Regions from separate parts of the Sus scrofa genome. Here region 1 is linked to region 2. A link is a contact called in public Hi-C data. All regions are on one chromosome and are shown on one strand. The core of a region is the stretch at or near the end of the contact, and the rest is flanking DNA. Distances in the headings are between cores, read along the strand shown.

Region 1 (6,683 bases), core at 283-2,782, 140 kb after region 2:
GCCTGCAGCCCTGCAGCAGGTGGAAGTTCCGGGGCCAGGGATCAAACCCAAGCCACAGCAGCAACCCAGGCTACTGAGGGACAATGCCAGATCCTTAACCCTCTGAGCCACATGGGATCTTCATTTTTTAAAAACCATTCATCTGTTGACAGTCACTGAGGCTGCTTTCATACCTTAGAAATTGTGAATAATACTGCTATGAACATTGAGGGGCCTTATCTTTTCAAATTAATAGTTTGGGTTTTTTTTTTTTTTGGTGTATACCCAAGCGTGGAACTTTTAGGTCATATGATAGCTCTATTTTTAGTTTTTTGCGAGACCTTCATACTCTTTTGCCTGGTGGCTGCACCAATTTACATTCCCACCGACAGTGTACTAGGTTTCCCTGTTTTCACATCCTCGCCCACATCTGTATTTGTGTTCTTTTTGATGATGGCCATTCTGACCTGCGTAAGGTGGTATCGCATTGTAGGTTTACTTTGTATTTCCGTGATGATTAGGGGTGTGGAGCATCTTTCTGTGTGCCTTGTGGACCATCTGCATTTCCTCTTTGGAAAAATGTCTGTTCAGGTCCTCTGCCTCCTTTGTCATTAGGTTGGGTGTTTTTGATATGGAGTTGTAGGAGCTGTTATGTATGTTTGATGTATGTTCAACTGGTCACCTTTGCATCATACTTGATGGAAATCCTTTATTTCCTGGATGTTCTTGAAAACTCTGTATTGTATGCAGTATTAATTAATATAAATGATATTGTGGTATTACTCTCAACCTTTTCAATTTTTAAAAAATTGCCAGTATGTTTTTAAGATCTCTTCTTTTTTTTTTTTTTTTTTTTTTTTTGTCTTTTTGCCTTTTCTAGGGCCGCTTCCTGCGGCACATGGAGGTTCCCAGGCTAGGGGTTTAATCGAAGCTGTAGCCACCGGCCTATACCACTGCTACAGCAACACGGGATCCAAGCCGCATCTGCATCTGCGACCTACACCACAGCTCACGGCAACTCCAGATCCTTAACCCACTGAGTGAGGCCAGGGATCGAACCCCCAACCTCATGGTTCCTAGTCGCATTTGTTAACCACTGTGCCACGACAAGAACTCCCTTAAGATCTCTTCTTGTTGATGGGTGGGTGTGAATCCATTGCTTCAGAATCCTACACTGTACTCTCTGGACTGTATCCATTAAAATTTGTTCTGTGGCATTCCTGTTGTGGCTCAATGATGCAAGTTCCATCCCTGGCTTTGCTCAGTGGGCCAGGGATCTGGCCTTGCCGTGAGCTATGCTGTAGGTCACAGATGCGACTTGGATCTGGCATCACTGTGGCTGTGGTTTAGCCCAGCAGCTACAGCTCTGATTGGACCCCTAGCCTGGGAACCTCCATATGCCATGGGTGTGGCCCAAAAAGACAAAAAATAAATAAAATAAAATTCCTTCCATGACACTGCACCACAATCTTTTACATCATGAAGAGCATCCTTGTACGGGTGCCTTCATGGACATGTGTGGGAATTTCCTTGGCATACATACCCAGATGTACCCAGAAGCAGAACTGATTGACAGCAGGATATTGCTAAATAGTAATGAACTGGTGACAAATTACCAAAATGGGTGAGTCTGTCCCACCAGCAGTACATAAAATTCCTTTTTCCCCAGGAGAAAATTTACCAATGCTAAGTGATGGAACAACAACCCTTGACTCTCTTAAATTCTCCATAATCTTTTCAATCCAGTGAAGGGTCAGTATGAATTGTCTGTATCTCCTAATTGTTTTAATTTTTGTTTCCTTCAGTCCTGTGCTCGAATATCCCTTCGTGTGTTTTTCAGCTTTTTGGCTCCTTCCTTTGCACGCAATTGGAAACAGCTGCTACGATGTTTCTTTTGGGTTGGATTGCATAATGTTTTCTATTTCGGACCTTCGCATTTACTTCCTTTACTTTCTCTTTTTAAAATAAACAGGTCAGAATGAGCAAGAGGCACATCAGTGTGGGTCGGCAAACGTGGGCCCTTCTCTGCAAGAATTTTCTTAAGAAATGGAGGATGAAAAGAGAGACCTTGTTGGTATGGTTCAGAGTTGATGTCTTCTCATGTTTAGAAGAGGAAAAAGGATTTTCTTGGGCAGCACAGTCATTATTTAATGTGTCATATATATTCTACAGCTGGCTAGCAGGCTGGATTTTTTTCGAATTCTAGACTCTGCTGTTACTTCAAATAAGATCCCTTTAGGAGTTCCTGTTGAGGCTCAATGGGCTAAGAACTTGACATTATCTCCATGAGGATGTGCGTTCCATCCCTGACCTTGCGTAGGTTAAGGATCTGGCATTGCCACAAGCTGCGGCATAGGTCGCAAATGTGGCTCAGATCCTTGTTGCTGTGGCTGTGGCATAGGCCAGCAACTGCAGCTCTGATTTGACTTCTAGCCTGGGAACTTTTAAATGCACAGATCAGGCCGAAAAAAGAAAAAAAAAAAAAAGATTCCTTTGAAATATGTCATTGAGACATGTGTTACTGCAGACATTTGGTAAAGAATTCATATTCAGAAACTCCTGGAGAAATAAAACCACATTTTTATACTGCAGGCATAACAATTAACATCTGAACTCACTTGAGTCTCATAAAGGAATAAGTACAGAAGTTTAGGAGTGAAGACAAAGAAAAGGGCAAGATTTAATCCAGAGAGTAAACACTTTTTTTAAAAACACTCAAAAGACAAATTGTAGCACTTCCACACTGGAGAGAGATGACGTCAGTTTGAAAGAATTAATGAGCCTATAAACAAACAGGAAAAGAAAATGGCATTTTGAACTTTTGCTTCTACTAAGCTTCTTCTGATCATAAGAATGATTACATGTTATTTGAGTAGAAAATTTAGTAAATTCAGAAAAATGTAATAAGTTAAAATCACTTGTAAAATACCCCAGTTCAGGAGTTGATACATTAACATTTCATTTCCTTTCTTAAAATAAATTTTATTGGAGTTTAGTTGACTTACAAAGTTGTGTTAATTTCAGGTATACGGCAAAGTAAATCAGTTATACATATATCCATTTCTTTTCAGATTCTTTTTCCACATAGGTTATCACACAGTATTAAGTACATTACCCTGTGCTATGCAGTAGGTCCTTGGTACCTATCTATTTTGTATATAGTAGTGTGTATATGTCAACCCCAACCCTCTAATTTAGCTCCCCTCAGGCACGTTTCCCCTTTGGTAACCATAAATTTGGTTTCAAAATCTTTGCCTCTGTTTCTGAACATTTCAATTTCTGAGCATTGTGTGCATGTATGTGTGTGTGTGTTTGTGTGTTCTTTCAACAAATATGCACTGAGTGCTTAGATTGGCAGTGAAAAAAGCATACAAAAATCCCTGTGTGGAGCAAAGATTATATAAATATAAATGTTGGATTCTACACTATAAAGATGTTTTATTTCTAACCTTTCATCTCTTTTCAGTATAAGTACTATATCTGTCATTGTATTTACCTAGATAGATATAGGTATAAAAATAGACCAACATATATAGCTAAAATAAGATCATCTAGTGAATAAAATCAATACTTCCTTTAAAGGCCATGTGTTTAAAATTATAACTAAACCATCAAATGCATTCTTATCATGAAATTTCAAATGTATTCTGTTGCATTTCCAATTCCAGAATGTTATAATGATAAAAGCTTTCAAAATTCTTTTTGTGAAGCAGTATTTTGGAACGATCTTTGATACGCAGGCAGCGGAAGATAAGTATATGGCCTCACTCTTGTTTATAGAAGCTGCTTATCTCTTTCATACCACCTAACATTTCTTTATCATTATCACTCAAGTTTCAACACAACTGCATATCACAAGGCCATTCATGAAGCAATCCAACCCTTAACATTTGAATTGAACTATGATAAACTTAGATTCTTAATTCTAATTGAAATTGAGACCACAGTGCTGTCTTCGTGAGTGATGTACATATTTCAAAATCTGCAGATTAAAGGACAAAAGAAAATTGAGAAGTTGAAAGTGGGAGAGAGAAAAAAACGGTGTCCAAGCAACGTAACAGAATTAAGTGTTTTAAATTGTTCGTGGATGATGAATCTGTGGTGGAACGACTACTGACTTGCTTCATTTTTCTCTCTTTGCTGGGTAGGAATGGTTTTTCTCATTTCTTCTAGCACTGTTTGCATTCCTCTTTTCCTCCAATTTACACCAAGTTAATGACTTCCTTCAACTGCCTGCGATGGATCTGGGACGTGTAGATAATTTTAATGACTCTAATTACATTATTGCCTTTGCACCCGAATCCAAAACCATCCAGGAGATAATGAACAAAGTGGCTTCTGCCCCCTTCATGAAAGGTATGTTCCCTGGCACTTCATGGTGGTTTCCTTATTTGTGAAATACACAGATTCATTTTGGAATTTCCTTGATAAATTGTGTTAAATGTTCAAGTGTCTAGATTTAATTAACACCTTTAATACATATTCCCGTTAACTATCAAGGAGCTTTTTTACTCTATTTACTTGTCTCTTAATTTGAGAAATTTTACATTAAAAAGGTTATCCTCTTATGAATCCACATCAAAATGAGACAGCGCAGGATCATTCAAATGTATGTTTGTGAGAAGATTATGGGAAGATGGGACAGAGGTGACAGCACGATTTTTTTAATCTCTTCAAATACTCATGTAAAAATTGAGAGAGAAATCAGATAGCAAAACCAAGAAACCATGGGCAATACTTACAACAAAACTTGGTGACAAAAATGTTTCTTTGAACCTCAAAATGTAAGGGGGTGGGGAGAGAGCAAGGGGAAGCAGTAGGGTATCTGATGGACCCAAGACAGGAGCACGAACCCTTTAAGAGGAAACCAGCGGCCACTGCAAAGCAGGGAAGCCCAACATGAGGGCTACAGAAGCCACTTTCAGCAGCTGTATTGGTGGTGCAGTATCCGAATGTTTTTCCGAGGATATTAGATTTGTAACATGGAAAATACCTAATAGGTAATTATGGACTCCTCTACTCTCTCACCCCTGTGTCCATGAAACATGGGGAGACTCAGTGTGAGAAGAAGGGAAATTGACAGGATGAAGAATCCTGTCATTCCAGAGAGCTAGGGAGCCCTTGTGAATGAACAGGTGGTGTCCGAAGGACTCAGCTGAAGAGAGTGCCACTGGTCAGAGCTGGCTTACGTTGAGCTTCAATAAGAGTAAGTGCAATGATTTGAAACTCATCCAAAGTATATGTAGATCCATGCTCTCATAAGAATATTAAAAGAAAAAAAACCTGTTTGCCTTTGAAGGAGGGTAGGAAATCAGTTCTTGTGAACATTTGTAAGTCAGGGGAAATACTAGCATTTATCTCATATGAACTGTATGTACAATCGAGTAACCAAGAAGGTGATGGAAGTACTGTTTTATAAACATTTTCTACTGATAAAGGAAAGACATATGATGGCAAGAGAGCATCATGATTTTGAAATTCCCACTAAGGTAATGGATCTAGGTACTGAGCATCCATGGATGCTACTATCTCAAAAAGAGAGACAATCCAAAATTATGACACTCTGATGAAGGCAGGTACCACCACTGTATGATCTTGCCAAAAGAATTAGACCCATGTTTGATTCGGCCTCTGGATCCAGACACCAGATTGCAGGAAATGCAGAGGATAAAGGAAGATGCTGAATGGCACTAGGCACACACTTGCAGCAGAATCCAGACTGTGGAAAGTTATACAGGTTAAATGGTCGGGGTATGGTTGGGAACGGTCATCCGTTTGTATGTTTTAGAATAAGCAACGTCTCTTTAGATGCTGTCTGAATTAAACAATCTTATGCTGCCTTTGGAAGTTTGGCTACATTGACACTGTTGTCAAATGGAAATATATACTCTACTTACAGTGTATACTTAGAATTATGGCATCTGTGTCAACTTTAGGTAGATCTGTGTTGCAGTGAGTTTAAATGGACACATTGGCATTGTTGTGATTCCAGATGCCTTGTGTTTTGAATTATGGATTAAATAATTTATTCAGAATGGTATAATCTATTTTTTTAAAAAAAGCGTTTGCTCCATAATGCTTCTAATTTTATCTAAAATGTTAAGATTCCCCCATCTAGTCTCTCCAAGTGGGAGTCTTTTATTTAGGATCAGCCCTGCTTACGGTGAAGAAGTAACTAGCATAAAAGAGCTTTAATATCACTGAAGATGATCTGCTGTGCTGGACCCCACAGACATCTTCTTTCTTAGCTGTCCCTTCCTTTCACATGTCAGGAAGACCTATCCTGGGGTGGCCTGATGAAAAGAGCATGGATGAACTGGATTTAAACTACTCTACGGATGCAGTGAGAGTCGTCTTTACAGATACTTTCTCCTATCATTTGAAATTCTTCTGGGGCGGCAGAATCCCCAGGATGAAGGAACACAGAGATCACTCAGGTAACTTTTCTATCAGAAAAAAAAAAATTTTTTTTAAATTTTGCTATTACATCATTAGCCACAAGGAGGCGTATGTAATAGCAGACGTCTACACAGACACAGGCAACATAAACTTTTAATTTCTGAACAGAAATGAGATTCTTTCTTATTAAATGAAGCCTATGTTCTTAGGTGTATTGTTTTACTAAGAAATTATATTTGCTATTATTCCTGTGTTACGTCTAAAGAAAACCTCACAAAGAGGCTCTTGCTCAGTGATTCCCAATC
Region 2 (6,806 bases), core at 3,704-6,203:
GGCATTACAGAGAAATAGAAGGGGGCATTAGTTGTCTACTTTTGCATAACAAATTGTCCCCAAATGTAGCGTCTTAAAAACAACATACATTCATCAGTTCACAGTTTCTATAGGTCAGAAACCTGAGCATCACTTAGCTTTATAATTAATGACCAAGTAGAAAAAAAAAATTGGGGGGAAGCAGAGACTGTATAAGGAAACACCAGCTACACAAGATATAATTAAACCAGCACCATGAAAATAATTGGGATATTATGAAAGCCTCAGAGGGTGAGGGAACAAGTTGGGTTTATCCCAGCGATTCAAATTCAGAGACTTGTTAAGAAAACAGGAATCATAAAACAATCTATTTAGATAAATCTGTCGTTTAGAAAATTCAAACATGTACAATTAGGATAAATAAGAGTTTGGCAGAGTTCAAAATAACATACAAAATTACTGCGGCTCCTAGAGACAAGCAGCAATTAATTAGAAAATGTTACAAAATAAATCCTATTAGGTTAATCATGGAAACGCTACCACTGTGCGGCAATAAAAAACCTCGCAAAAGATGGGCAAGACTTTTAGGGTAAAACATACATTTTTTGGGAAAGACAGCGAACCAAAGAATTTCACCATGTTGCGGGAGGGAAAATCCAATATGACTAAGAGGTGACTTCAAATTAAGTTATAAATGCAAAAATCAGCCCTTGTTGGAGGGGTCATGGAGAGGACGTGACCTCTGGTTGCCCCGCGAGCTGGGGGTGACGGGAGGCCGCCCGCCCCGCCCCGCCCCCGCCGCGTGCCCGCGGGGAAAGGCCATTTTCAAGGGCGCGCCTCGAGCGGGTGGTCGAGACCGTCTGGATGGAACACCCGCTGGCTGAACCCCTTTAAGGCGTCTACGCGGACGTGGAAGGTTCTGGCGGGAGGCGCTGAGACGTCTCGGTCCCGTTGGAGGAAGACCAGCCTGGCCGGTGAGTTTCCTGCTTCTTGAACCTTCCACCGCCGGGTTTCGACTCGGTTTGGACGCTCGCCTCTTTCCTGCGTCTCCCCCTGCCCTCGTGTTGGGGCGCCCGGTGCAGCTTTCACCTGGCACTGGGAGAGCTTGCGAGCCAGCAGAAAAGGCAGGGCCAGGCAGACCTGCTTGTGGGAACCGCACAGACACAGGCGCTTTTCACAGGAAAGTTCGAGGCACCTGCGCAGTTGTCCCCACGGCGTCTACTCCCTGCCTGGCCCTGCCTCCCGAGCTGGTGTTTCTCCAAATATTCCAAACCTTTTAGCGTGGTGGTTTTTGGGTTTTGGTTTTTGTTTTTTTGGCAATAAAGTAATGTCTGATGAGACTGGGCAGCAGGGTTGTGGACAGGCTGGGCCCCGTTCTTTCTGGAAGTTACCCCCGGAGGGCTGGGAGCTGCGGGCAGCCCAGGGGGCTCTGATTCCTCGTGAAACTGGTCATGTAGCTGCACAAGGCAAGAGTGCAGACGTAGGGCTAGGGACTCAGAGAATAAGAGGGTTAAGGAGAAGATTAAAAAGATTTGTGAAAAGCCCCCCCCCCCGCACTGTTGTGGGCAGGGGTGTAAATTGGTGAAGCCACGGTGAAGACCAGTACAGAGGTTCCTTTAGAAACTAAAACTAGAGTTACCACATGGGATCCAGCCGTTCCCCTCCAGGGCATCTCTCTGGAATAGATGAAAACTCTAATTCGAAAACATGCATGCACTTCTATGTTCAGAGCAACCCTGGTCACAATAGCTGAGCCCTGAAAACAACCTCAGTGTTCATTGCCAGATAAAGAAGTTGTGGTCCATATACACAATGGAATATCACTCAGCTATCAAAAAAATGTAAGGACGCAAAAAAAAAAAACAAAAACAAAAAAAAAAGGGAGTTCCCGTCGTGGCGCAGTGGTTAACGAATCTGACTAGGAACCATGAGGTTGCAGGTTCGATCCCTGCCCTTGCTCAGTGGGTTAAGGATCTGGCGTTGCCGTGAGCTGTGGTGTAGGTTGCAGATGCGGCTCGGATCCCGCGTTGCTGTGGCTCTGGCGTAGGCTGGCAGCTACAGCTCCGATTCGACCCCTAGCCTGGGAACCTCCATATGCCGCGGGAGCGGCCCAAAGAAATAGCAAATAGACCAAAAAAAAAAAAAAAAAAAAAAAAGGACGAAATTCACAGCAACATCGATGGACCTAGAGAATATTATACTTCACTGACGTCAGACAAAGACAAATACGTAATATCACTTATATGTGGAATCTAGAAAATAATACAAATGAATCTATATACAAAACAGAAACAGACTCACAGATATAGAGAAAAAGAGGTAACTAAAGAGGAAGGCAAGAGCTGGGGGATTAATTAGGAAGACGGGATTAACACACAGGCACAAGTCTATATAAAGAAAAAAGTGACAAGGATTTACTGTACAGCCCAGGGCACCATATTCAGTATCTTGTCATAACCGCTAATGTCCAAGAATCAGAAAAGAAAAATAACCGAACCCCTTTCCTGTACATCTGAAACCAACACAATATTGTAAATCAACTGCACTTCAATTAAAAAAAAATAAAAGCCCCCAAAAAGATCCAATGAAAAAAATATAAAAAGAATATAGACCTGTGAGAGGTGTGCTGAAGAAGGCTGGGTTGACGTCAGGGAGCACGGTCACCCAGAAATCCAACTTTGGAGGATTTCAGCATTGGGACCCTGCAGAAGAGCGGCCCTGTTCTCAGAGTACAGAGTCCTGGAACAGAAAAGGTCCAGCCCTGTGGGAAATGTGCAACAGTCACATGTCCAAAGCACTTCGCCCGTGAGTGACACTTTGGAATGTGGGTCTCAGACTCCTAATCCTATAAGCACTTCCTTGCACCATTTTGGAGACTGCCATCCCTGAAACTATGGAAACGGACCAGGATTCTTTCAGTTTTGTTTCTGAGAAAGTGTATGTGTGTATTACGATACAATTTTATTTTATTTTATTTTTTATTTTTTGTCTTTTTAGGGCCGCGCCCACAGCACATGGAAGGTCCCAGGCTAGGGGTCAAACTGGAACCGTAGCCTCCGGCCTACACCACAGCCACAGCTACACTAGATTCGAGCTGTGTCTGCAACCTACACCACAGCCACGGAGCGAGGCCAGGGATTGAACCTCTGTCCTCATGGATGCTAGTCAGATTCGTTTCCACTGAACCACGACGGGAACTCCCTATGATGTGATTTTAGTTGTTTTTTTTTTTTCCTACCTGTTAAAATAAATATTCTCATTAATGTCTGGGATCAGGACCAGGTTAAATATTTGGAGTTTTCCAGTTCATGAATTTTACTTCTAGTAATAACTAGGAAACAAGAAGAGAAATGTGATGAAAAACAGGAGGGAACATAAAGTAAATGGAAATACTTATTTCTGTGTTCTTCGAGAAAGCAGTGACGGCATGAATAGTCACCAGAGTCCTTCACTCTCTCTCTGCCCTTCCCTTTCACGAGTGCTTATTAACTTGTGTCCATATCCCAAGAAATGTATTGATTACAGTTAAAATCATGGAAGGAGATTTTCTGGGTTGGTGAACAGGGGTTGTTTATAATTCTGAGACTGTCCAATATATGTAGCTAAAAAAAAAAAAAGCATTCTGCCCATCTAGTCTAAGTGATTAATCTATTAAAATTGGTGTTAAATATCTTTGTTTTTATTAGCATAATTTTCACAGTGGTAGCTAAGAGTGAGGGGGCTTGGAGTCCAGAAGAGTGTCTCTGCCTTTACTTGAGCTTCTGCAAATAACTTCACCTTTAAGTCTTGATTTTTAAATCTGTAAAACGTGTGCAAATATAGCACCAGTGTCAAAGGTTTGCTCTGCGTGTAAATGAAATAGTTCAGTTCAGACCCTTAGCGTCCTTTCTAGCACATAGGCGTCGGTGAGTACAAAGAACGATTTCATTGAAGTCAAGTCAAGTCTTTGGTAAGGTTTTCTCGTATAAATTATTCTGATTTCTGAGATCCTCATTTTCCCTCTTTCTGTTCAATTTCCTTTCTTTCTAATCTGCCCATTTTTTGCTTGGCAGTTGAATTTTTAATCATTCAAAGTTAATATAGACTTGTTCAGGACCGTTTTTTCCCCCCCTCTTCCTTCTTGAAGCTGATCACTTTTTGCATATGCCAGGAAGATGGAGCACTAAACAAACACCAGTAAACAAATACCACGTGACATGCATAGCCAACCGCCCTTAGCAGCACCCTCCCGTGGAACAACTTGGGAAGAAAACATCTTACCAAGTGAAGAATGAGTTTGGCAGGCGTTTTACGCACACACCATGGCCTGTTTTCAGAAGCCAAACTGAATGAAAGCAGCTTTAAGAGGGGCCAGACAGAACCACTCTTCTGGACAGAAAGAGACCAGTGACTCAAAGGTGCTTCTAAGTTCCTCCCTCTGGTTTTCCTGACAGTAAGTCCAAGTTTGTTTTTACCTTTCATTCGGCATCACGTAATTAAGGCGCAAAGGACCCAGCTCAGGCCAGACCTCTTGATGGACAGTGTTGCAGTTACATTGTTCTGATGGTTCTAAATCACCCTGTTTCCTGAGCGGTTTAATTTTTTAAACGTGGTAAAAGCGTATTTTAGTGCGGTCGTCAAAGGGAAGATAGACTCAGAAGCGTGCCTAAATATTATTAATATTTTTGTGTGTCAGGTTTACGCGTCTCTGAACAGCCTTTTCAAGAATTCGCAGGGTTTTACTTTTGGGGAAAGTGTAGGCTTTAGGACAAGTTGTTTCTTCCTGTGCTTTCTTTCTTCTTTGAAAAAGTCTTTGATGGACCCCCTCCAGCCCTTAACACGGAGATGGGTGTTTCCCCTTAGAAACTCTCAGGGGAGAACTGAGATGGCTTTACCTTTCATCAAAAAAGGAGACGTCTAGTCAGTTCTCTAAACATTGTAATTTGTATAGAACATCAGCACTGATACGCATGAATTTCAGTCACCAGTGCTGTGATGCCGAAAGACCGCCTCCAGGATTTCAAGTTGAAAACGCAGAAGCAGCCCCGTTATCCGTCAGGTGCACACCCCAATCACTCCAGCAGACCCTGCGCACCCGAGTCACTCCAGCAGACCCTGCGCACCCCAGTCCCTCCGGCAGACCCTGCGCACCCCAGTCACTCCAGCAGACCCTGCGCACCCCAGTCACTCCAGCAGACCCTGCACACCCGAGTCCCTCCAGCAGACCCTGCGCACCCGAGTCACTCCAGCAGACATGCGCACCCCAGTCACTCCAGCAGACCCTGCGCACCCCAGTCCCTCCGGCAGACCCTGCGCACCCCAGTCCCTCCGGCAGACCCTGCGCACCCCAGTCCCTCCGGCAGACCCTGCGCACCCCGGTCACTCCGGCAGACCCTGCGCACCCCGGTCACTCCAGCAGACCCTGCACACCCGAGTCCCTCCAGCAGACCCTGCGCACCCCGGTCACTCCGGCAGACCCTGCGCACCCCGGTCACTCCAGCAGACCCTGCACACCCGAGTCCCTCCAGCAGACCCTGCGCACCCCGGTCACTCCGGCAGACCCTGCGCACCCCGGTCACTCCAGCAGACCCTGCACACCCGAGTCCCTCCGGCAGACCCTGCGCACCCCGGTCACTCCGGCAGACCCTGCGCACCCCGGTCACTCCGGCAGACCCTGCGCACCCCGGTCACTCCGGCAGACCCTGCGCACCCCGGTCACTCCGGCAGACCCTGCGCACCCGAGTCACTCCGGCAGACCCTGCACACCCGAGTCCCTCCGGCAGACCCTGCACACCCCAGTCCCTCCGGCAGACCCTGCGCACCCGAGTCACTCCGGCAGACCCTGCGCACCCCGGTCCCTCCGGCAGACCCTGCGCACCCCGGTCCCTCCGGCAGACCCTGCACACCCGAGTCACTCCGGCAGACCCTGCGCACCCCAGTCACTCCGGCAGACCCTGCGCACCCCAGTCCCTCCGGCAGACCCTGCGCACCCCAGTCCCTCCGGCAGACCCTGCGCACCCGAGTCACTCCGGCAGACCCTGCGCACCCCAGTCCCTCCGGCAGACCCTGCACACCCGAGTCGCTCCAGCAGACCCTGCGCACCCCGGTCACTCCGGCAGACCCTGCACACCCGAGTCGCTCCAGCAGACCCTGCGCACCCCAGTCACTCCGGCAGACCCTGCGCACCCCAGTCCCTCCGGCAGACCCTGCGCACCCGAGTCACTCCGGCAGACCCTGCACACCCGAGTCACTCCAGCAGACATGCGCACCCCAGTCACTCCAGCAGACCCTGCACACCCGAGTCACTCCAGGCATCCTAGCTAACGAGGACTTCGATTTCGATTTCCATCTGCAGGCATCTTACCTCTCTGCCTCCTAAAAGGCCACCCGTGAGTTTCAAGGCGAGATAGGAGGTCTTTGGGATTTTAGGAATGACTGTCATATGATTCAGCTTTCCTTTCCTCAGTGGTTTCCTAGACGCCATCACATAGGCACGCAGAAGCCTGCCGTTCCAAGGGCAGACCAGTGTGGCAAACCTCTGAATAACAGAAACCCAGAGCTGGTTCTTATTCCTGGAGTACTTATTTATTTTTTTTTAAACTAAGGGACAACTGGATTCTAAATATTATTCTGACGTCTCATTCTCTGACTGACTTGAGATTGTTATCAGGTCAAGATTTGGCAGAAAAGCTTACTTTTGAGACAAGAGGGAAGAGACCTCTCACCCCGTAGCCCTCATCTGTGTCGTAACCAGAGAGCCTGGAGAGGAGGCTGAGCTGGCAGGACAGTGTGCACTCATTAATACTTCCTGCTTTTAAACCAAAAAAACCCCTCGTGAATGTGTGTTA

The links. A called contact is a pair of places that touch in the nucleus more often than the background predicts.
Region 1: a Hi-C map of retroperitoneal adipose tissue shows a contact between it and region 2, with 2.4 times the contacts expected there. The contact joins the enhancer-like site here to the promoter of LOC110256158 in region 2. A contact is called at or near these places in 14 of 47 Hi-C or Micro-C datasets (adipocytes, alveolar macrophages, embryonic fibroblasts and 8 more) and 1 of 2 datasets of contacts at active chromatin or transcription factors (skeletal muscle).

The regions. Positions count from the first base shown.
Region 1 is chr12:11,301,734-11,308,416 of Sscrofa11.1, forward strand. All of the region lies in intron 35 of ABCA6 (ATP-binding cassette sub-family A member 6), which reads left to right. LOC100520216 (ATP-binding cassette sub-family A member 9) reads left to right here. Exons shown (of 39, transcript XM_021068115.1): 3 at 1,952-2,053; 4 at 4,128-4,335; 5 at 6,252-6,416. The coding sequence starts at 1,958. Among named protein-coding and RNA genes, the nearest start is that of ABCA6, 80 kb to the left of the region's middle. Within about 2 kb of position 1,533, at least 16 of the 83 cell types and tissues checked have an H3K27ac peak or open chromatin away from gene starts, as enhancers often do. A contact at or near this core is called in mesenteric adipose tissue, retroperitoneal adipose tissue, skeletal muscle and 1 more, where this site is marked.
Region 2 is chr12:11,158,848-11,165,653 of Sscrofa11.1, forward strand. It overlaps LOC110256158 (vegetative cell wall protein gp1-like), which reads left to right and starts at 4,954. Exons shown (of 1, transcript XM_021068073.1): 1 at 4,954-6,282. The coding sequence starts at 4,954. The coding sequence ends at 6,282. LOC100626206 (ATP-binding cassette sub-family A member 10) reads left to right here and starts at 6,339. Exons shown (of 34, transcript XM_021068074.1): 1 at 6,339-6,806.